Regions from separate parts of the Zea mays genome. Here all the other regions are linked to region 2. Evidence: chromatin contacts called from public Hi-C data. All regions are on one chromosome and are shown on one strand. The core of a region is the stretch at or near the end of the contact, and the rest is flanking DNA. Distances in the headings are between cores, read along the strand shown.

Region 1 (2,700 bases), core at 56-2,555, 160 kb after region 2:
TTGGTAAATAGGCTGTAAAGCAGATTTTTATCGTTTGACTCGGCAGAAGTGATTCTCGATGGGAGCGGAACTATGAGAACTCTGCCAAAAGCACCCTCACCATATTTGTTCTTGCTATAGAGCGTACGAGCATTTTATAGCTAAAATCAGATTTTGCGATCCTACTTGAACAAACGACCGACTTTTCACCCCGATACAGTTTCCACGACTCTAATCCAACTTTCGACCGGACTCGGGCACACGAATTAACCCACTGTGTCGCATGAAAGTGAATGGAAGAGACTAAGGCCTTATTTGGCACAACTGCTGCTTGTTGAAAAAGCAGCTTATCTGATAAGCTGGTGAAAAGCAGCTTCTACTTGTTGGCTGCTTTTAGTGTATTCTGAGAAGCAGCTGAACTGATAAGCTGCTGCAGAAGCTAGCTGTTTAGCAGAAGTTCTGCTTAAATTTGTGAAGAAGCTGAAAATAAGCTGTGCCAAACAGGGCCTAAGAGATGAAGACGCTAAACTTTTGGAACACATGCTTTGGAGATTGTTGTTCTTTCCCAACTCGATTTGGAAAATATGCCGAAACGATGGAAGGTACCAACGCATTTCTCCATGCCTTTGGGTCTCACTGTGTCGTTCCTCATAGAAGTCACAAGGAATTCCATAGAAAATATATAGAAATTTTACCCAGTTCGTTCTCATAGGAAAAAAAACCCAATAATTTTCCCGCGCTATAAAAAGGTCTCATATGCTGAAGAAACCACGGCCAAGCGGGCCTTCCGTAGCCCGCGCGCCACGGCGTAAGGCCCAAGGCCCAGTGCCCCAGTACGACTCGGGCGGCGCTCTGGGCGCTTCCACTCGGTGCGTGCCGTGCTGTCCTCCGTCCTCTCCGACCGAGGCCCCAGGGCGGAGGCGTGGATCCCGTCGCGTCCGACTCATCCCCCACGTCCCCACCAGCTTTACACCCACCCTCCCACGCCACTGACGTGCGAGCCCAAAGGCACACCCTACCCACCGAGCACCACCTGTGCCCAGCCCTCCCCTCTCTTACCGCCCGTCCACCGAATGACTACTTGTCCTTTACACTGGCACCACCGCCAGCCCCTAGTAAACAGCTACGCGCCCCCCGCCCCATGCACCCACCCGAGCCCAACGCGTGGACCCGGTTCCAAAAGCGCCGTCCGCGTGTCCACCCCGCTGGACGATACGCCGGGCCCCGCAGAGCTTCGCGCCAACTGTGACGCGCCACGTCGGAGCCGAGTCGCTGCGCGCACATGGGGAAGCGTACACGGGGACGGGAGGACACCGAACCCTAGCAAGCAGGCGCCTTTTTGCTCCCCTTCCCTCCCTCCCAACGCAGCGCAGCGACTGCTGCTGCTTCCCCACACCGCCCCCCGGTAGGCTCACCGCCGGCGACGCGCACGCGTCCCACCGCACCCAAACCGACCGCCACAGCTGCTCGCTCGCTTCCGCCCAGGACCAGAGGGGGGGAGCCTCCAGATCTCGGCGCGCCATGGCGTCGTCCTCCGACGAGCAGCCCAAGCCGCCGGAGCCGCCCGCCGCCGCCGTGGTCGCCGCACCGCCGCAGACGCACGCCGAGTGGGCCGCCTCGCTCCAGGCCTACTACGCCGCCGCGGGGCACCCCTACGCCTGGCCGGCGCAGGTAAGGTTCTGGCCCCTTTGTGCGCGCTCGCTCGCTCGCGTGGCGGCGGCTTCTGACTAGGGTTTCCTTGCTTGCTTCTCCTCCGATTTCAGCACCTCATGGCGGCGGCCGCGGCGGGGGCGCCCTTCGGCACGCCGGTGCCGTTCCCCGTCTACCACCCAGGCGCCGCCGCGGCATACTACGCGCACGCGTCCATGGCCGCGGTGAGTGTCCCTCCTCATCTCGCGCTCTCCCGTCCCGTGCCTAATTCGAGAGAATTGAGCTTCGATTTGGAGGGGGTTTAGGTGTGAGTTTGCTCCTCTGCTGCTATGCAGGGCGTCCCTTACCCGACGAGCGAAGCTGTCGCCACGGTGGCGGCGGCCACTGCGCCGGAAGGGAAAGGCAAGGGGAAGGGCGGGGGCGCGTCGCCTGAGAAGGGCAGCTCTGGGGCGCCCTCCGGTGAGGACGACTCCAGGAGGTACCGGCTTTCACTATTGCCTTGCCAGCGCTGCAGTTTTAAATTTTTTTCTCCCCTTCCCCCCTTTCTGGTTAAATTCAATTCGAATGCTGCTGTGTGTAGCAGTGACAGCGGCAGCGATGAGTCGTCAGAGACGAGAGATGATGACACTGACCATAAGGTACCAATCAACTTGCTGTGCCACAAGGGGCCATTTTTAAATTGCATGTTTTTTCCTGTAATTAGCTGGCTTTCTGTGGTTCATGTTTGTTCTCCTCAGGGTTCATCTGCGCCCAAGAAAAGGAAATCTGGTAACACGTCGGCTGAAGGTTAGCGTTTTGTCTGTAGCCTTTCTGTCAGAAAGGAGTGAGCGATTAAAGATTGGTGTTTTGCCAGGTGAACCGTCTCAAGCTGCTGTTGTGCGCTATGCTACGGTTGAGTCGCCATATCCCGCAAAGGGAAGGTCTGCCTCAAAGCTTCCAGTGTCTGCACCTGGCAGGGCAGCGCTTCCTAGTGCCACCCCGAATCTGAACATTGGGATGGACATTTGGAATACTTCTCCTGCCTTGGCTGTTCCTGCAGTGCAGGGGGAAGCGAATCCTGGGTTGGCGCTT
Region 2 (2,700 bases), core at 26-2,525:
CGAGGGATCTCACCACTGTCGTACTTGGTAAGCCCGATCTCACCACTGTCATACTTGGGGCGGCCAACATCCCCGCTGCCCCCAGCATTCATGCGCCAGCTGCGCATCCTGTCAGCAATCTTCTGCTTCTGGTCGTCATTGCCAGATGCAGGGTAGTTGAAGTCGCTAGCATCATCGGCATCAGTATCGTCTCCTTCCTCCCCTCGGATCGCTGGACTCCCTGAAGGATTCGTACACAGTTCAGAGAATGATTAGCAAATCCTGTTTGCTATTCTTGAGCATAAGTCCACGATGTCACATCATATGGAACTCCAGTTATTATTTTTCCCCCTTACTAGTTACTACAATCTAACAGAATGCACACAAAGACAAGACTAGGCATGCTACAAGCTAAAATATTATCCAGTGATAGCGACAGATCTAATACGCCCTCTCTAACCGAAAATGCCATGAGATCTATCACAAATAGAAACAATAACATCTTTGTTGCTTCTGATAAAAGATCCTAACTTTCCTAGCCACTTCAAAATCGGGTCCAGAGACAGCTAGATCAAACAAATGGAATGGAGAAAGGGACTGTAAATTACCCTTGTGGCGCTTGTACTTGTTTTTGCACTGGGGGCACGCTTGTGTGCCGTCCTTGCGCTCGTACTCGTAGCAGGGGCGGCACACCGGGAACCCGCAGACGTCGCAGGCGGTGAAGACGTCTCCCTCCGCCGTAGTGCCCACGCCATCGCCGCAGATCTGGCACACCTGCCCTCCCCCGCGCCTCCCCGACTTCTGCACACACACGCAGCGGATCATAAGATTCAGTCTTTCACTCCCAAGATGCACCGCCAACACGAAACGGAATGCAGCTGAGAGATCTCCCGCCGCTCACCACGCCGTCCGCGTCGCCCTCCATGGCAGGCGAGCTCGCCCAGAACCGACAAGGAGCTGGCCTAGGCAGAGCCGAGCCGACACAAGTCGGCACCACTCCCGAGATCCGAGCAGGGGCACGGATCAGCACCGCATCTCCCGCTGCGAGCGTGGTGCTACTAGTAGTAGCTATGTATGCGGGGGGGAGGAGGGACTAGGGAGGTGGAGGAGAGAAAAGGACAGGGCACCGCACCGATGGAGGAAGCCGCGGCAACGTGAGTTGGTTCCGCTGTCGCTTTCGACGCGAGGGATTAAGAATTGATAAAAGATTATTGCAGCAGCGAGACGATTTTGATTCTAGTTAATTTGCGCGCGTCTGGTGGGATGGGTTCGGATTAGTTTAAGCCGAGTTGTGTCGGGGAGAGTGTGCCAGTGAGGCGGGAGGTGGAAGAAGGGTGAACTGGGGGCCGTGCAGGGCCCGCTTGGCAGTGAGTGCTCACTGTCGGTCCTGAGCACCGACGGAGGATATGCTGGGGTCGGTCTAATTGTTAGGTGTACAAGTGTGAAATGTGGCATGTGTTCCTATAAAATAAGCCCAACGGCTCGTCATTAATGAGCTATGATTATTTTAGATAGAACAATGATAACATAGGAGCAATTAATTTTCTACTGCAGGTTCTACTGCAAAAGCAACGGGTAACAGGTTATGCGGTGCAAGACTGCTACTCTGCTAGGGTTATTATATGTAACATACACAACAATATTGTTATTACATGGGATCTTAGACTATCTTCAACCATCCCCTATATATATATATATATATATATATATATATATATATATATATATATATATATATCCTTTCTTATCTATATTTTTAATATATTTTACTAAATCTCTCTACACAAATTCCTACATATAGTCCGTCTCTGATCATTCCTCTACCGTAATACATATTATTATCAAATTACAGGGCTTAAACAAAATTAATAACATAAGAAACAATGTAACTGAAAATAAGCGAAGCATAGTGCTCTCCTTATATATACAGAGAGATTCCATCTCCCTACACATATGGGGATCTTTTAGAAGACATTGTTGGAGGCGTTTGGTGCCCTCTATGGATAATCTGGGGGGCTTTTATGGGGCTAGTTGGAGTCAGCCTTACACAAAAGATTTCGTATTCTTTTGATTGTAGTAATAGTTATTGTTCTCTTCCGTAAATCTCTCAACTACCAAAAAATCTATGGTTTTTCACATTTTTCAGTGGTTAAACATTTTAGGATCCCCAATAAATATAAAGACATGTGAACAATAATTATTGCAAAGTTATCATGTGATTAACCATTGATTAATAGTGGCATCAAATATGTGTATAGCATTATGTTACATTAACGTCTTCTAATTGAGTAAAAGAGTTTAGTTTTGGTAACTATTGATAATGTAAGATTATAGTGACTATCATATGTTTTGTAGAGATAAGATAAATTAGATCATAATAATGCAAAATGTTTAGGTTTAAGAGATATTCATGTCCTTATTGATGGAGACCAATGGTCAGTTTTTAAAAAGAATATACAAAAAATTAAAGATCAACTAGTTATAAGTGTCATTGAAGTTGTTGCACACTTAGTGATAGTACCTTTATTTTCCTTTAGTCGCACTATAAAGGAGGCATGAGATGGGTGGTTTGACCTAGTTGAGTCTAGTTAGGTGTGGCGAGAAACAAGTGTGCAAAACTAGTGCTAGGTAAACCCAAGGCACTACACAAAACATTTGAGAGAAAAATAAAATAAAAACAAATAAAAATACAAGTTGGACAGCTTGTAGTAGCACCAGACA
Region 3 (2,700 bases), core at 134-2,633, 170 kb before region 2:
GCGGAACGCATTGTAGCTCAAGTCCAGCTTGCTCAGGTTCCTGCACCGCAGGATGGATTTCGGGAACTCGCCGCAGAGGCCGTTGCCAGACACGATGAGCTCCTGCAGGCTCCTGAGCTCTCCGAGAACATCCGGCACCTCGCCGGCAAGGCGGTTGTACGCCAGATTGAGCAGAGTCAGGTTGGCGCACCGCGCGAACTGCGTGGGGATCCCGCCGGACAGGTCGTTTGTGTTGGCCTCGAAGTACGTGAGGCCGGTGGCGTCCCCGATCGACGCCGGGATGGCGCCGGAGAGGAGGTTGTCGCCGATGCGGACGTTGGAGAGGCCGCGGCACCGGCCGATGGTGTCGGGGATGGTGCCGTTGAGCCGGTTCATGGTGAGGATGAGAACTTGCAGGTTGCCGAGCTCGAAGAGGCTGCTGGGGATGCTCCCCTCGAGGGCGTTGGAGTGGAGGTTGAGAACCTGGAGCTCCGACGAGAGCCCGAGCCCCGGCGGGATCGGGCCGGAGAGCGCGTTCTCGTAGGCGGACAGCACGCGCAAGCCCGGGAGCCGCGCGAGCCAGCCGGGGAGGGAGCCGGTGAGGTTGTTGCCCGAAATCTGCAGCTCCTGGAGCTTCTTGAGGCCCCTGAGATCGTCGGGGATGGCGCCGGAGAGCGCGTTGTTGGAGAGGTTCAGGAACCGGAGCGCGGACGCGCCAGCGAGCGCGGCCGGCACGGCGCCGGTGAGCGCGTTCATTGAGAGGTCGAGGTACTCGAGGCGGGTGAGCGCGCCGAACGCCGGCGAGAGGCCGCCGCTGAGCGAGTTGGCGGAGAGGTCGAGGCGCGCCAGCGCGCGGAGTGCGGCGGCGGCGGCGAAGTCCCCACGGAGCCCCCGGCGCGGCAGCTCGATCGCGGTGACCACGCCACCGGCCCCCGCGGCTGCGCAGGTGACGCCGCGCCACGCGCAGTGGTCCGCACCCGGGCCCCAGCCTGGCGGCGCCAGGTCCCGCCGCAGCGCCTGCATTGCCGCGGCATCCCCGCCGTCGCCGGCTCCCCCGGTGCCGTCCGCTGCCCCCGGTGTCGAGAAGCACGCCGAGAGAAGGGCCAGGAAGAGGAAGCTGTGGCGGTAGCAGGGGGAAGAGGAAGGCATTTGGGGTGGGGCTTCCTCTTGGCTCGGGGCGAGGCAGCGGTGGTGGTGCCCAGGCCTGCTTTTCTCTGTGGTTTTGGGTGGGTAGCCTGGTAGGGAAGGGGGAGAGAGAGGCTGAGAGGGGGCACGGGCACGGCACACCACGCGGCGACAGGGGCCGTGGCTACTGTACTGCCGCTGCGCTGCCGCTGCCGCCGCCGCTCACTCTCCCACTCGCACTTGCACTCCGTGAGGGGGAGAAGAAAGTGGAGAGGAGAGAGAGGAAACAAAGCCGGAAAGGTAGTTGTGCTCGGTGCATTCTAGTACCCAGAGACCAGAGAGAGTGTGCGCGTGCGAAATGGCAATGGATGTTACCCCGGCAAGACAGACTAGGCGCGTGATTGGTTGCCCGGATGAGGGCTGGCGACCGACTCCTCTGTCTTAAAGTTAGGTGGCTGGCGTGTGGGGTCAGGCCACAGCAGGCCCACACGTCATCTCTCGGCGGCAGCAATGTCCACGGATCTCGTCGGGAGGGCTGGGCCAGGTGTAGGAGATGCACTCCCGGATGAGGGCAGGCGACCCTAATCATGTTGTTTGGGTGTCTAACTCTACATGTTTTTGACCTTGTGCAGCAAAGGAGCTTCAATCTTGTTGACCTCGTATCTGATTGCTTCACACCCGCGTGGTACATCCTGGAAGCTTTGCTTCCCATTCAGTCCCTCTCCATATTTCTTCTTCATTTTGTGGTTGTCTTCTGGTTATTTGCTTACAATTTTTGAGGTAGCTCCTTTGATCATGAGTGATACTACATGCTATTAGATTGCAAGTTGCCTTTGTTGTTAATTTATCAAATTAATCCGAACACATGTGTTATGGTCTATGTTGTTTGTTACAAGTCGTCGGAGGAGCATCCTTCGGGATGTGGCATTCATGGCTTGAAAAATGTTATTTTCATTAGTGCATATGAACTGTTTGATCCCTCATGTTAGTGCTTGCTCTGACCTGATGCCTCAGTATTACTATACTCTAGATGGACCACGAACTCTGTCGTCGACGTGTTGCTAGCCTTGTTGTGTGTATTGCTGCTTGTTTTGTTTTGTGGTATAGAAGGTGTGTCGGTGAGGCTCGTATCATTACCTTTGCCTAACCATATTCCTAGCTATTTTTTGTTTAGTACTTACTCTTCATTTCACCCATAGGACCACCCTAAGGATGTTGAGTACCTCAATACTCCCCTAGAGCACTACATGCCTATGCAAATCGTCTTTGGTAGTGGCCAGGCAACTAGCAGATTTTCCATGGGGTCTAATGAGAGCTTTAGCCAATGTACTAGGGTCACATGGGCTCTAGATTGTGGGGTGAGTGGTGGGCAAGCCCAACCCATTAACCTTGATGGTGCTAAAGGGGAGTCCAGTCGGATGGGATGTGACAAGGAGAAGTAACCTAGTCAGCCATCCGAGCCCATCAACTTGAAGATGAAGAGGTCTAGTGAAAGATGACTACTTACTGATGTTGGGCATGACAGAGGTTGTTGGTAAGGTGGTTGAGGCTCTGGTGGCTCCTTAAAACAATGAGCTCCACCCTGGCCTGTATGGT

The links. A called contact is a pair of places that touch in the nucleus more often than the background predicts.
Region 1: a contact with region 2 is called in a Hi-C map of bundle sheath, with 3 times the contacts expected there. The contact joins the promoter of LOC100284949 here to the promoter of LOC541807 in region 2. A contact is called at or near these places in 4 of 25 Hi-C or Micro-C datasets (bundle sheath, endosperm, leaf and 1 more).
Region 3: a Hi-C map of leaf shows a contact between it and region 2, with 10 times the contacts expected there. The contact joins the promoter of LOC100304354 here to the promoter of LOC541807 in region 2. A contact is called at or near these places in 9 of 25 Hi-C or Micro-C datasets (bundle sheath, ear, endosperm and 3 more) and 1 of 3 datasets of contacts at active chromatin or transcription factors (leaf).

Annotation. Positions count from the first base shown.
Region 1 is chr2:165,347,431-165,350,130 of Zm-B73-REFERENCE-NAM-5.0, reverse strand. It overlaps LOC100284949 (DNA-binding protein EMBP-1), which reads left to right and starts at 1,305. Exons shown (of 9, transcript NM_001413239.1): 1 at 1,305-1,650; 2 at 1,743-1,853; 3 at 1,965-2,107; 4 at 2,210-2,267; 5 at 2,367-2,415; 6 at 2,483-2,700. The coding sequence starts at 1,501.
Region 2 is chr2:165,511,071-165,513,770 of Zm-B73-REFERENCE-NAM-5.0, reverse strand. LOC541807 (cellulose synthase-9) reads right to left here and starts at 1,275. Exons shown (of 14, transcript NM_001111489.2): 1 at 881-1,275; 2 at 588-780; 3 at 1-220. The coding sequence starts at 904.
Region 3 is chr2:165,684,983-165,687,682 of Zm-B73-REFERENCE-NAM-5.0, reverse strand. LOC100304354 reads right to left here and starts at 1,383. Exons shown (of 2, transcript NM_001368191.1): 1 at 1-1,383. The coding sequence starts at 1,128.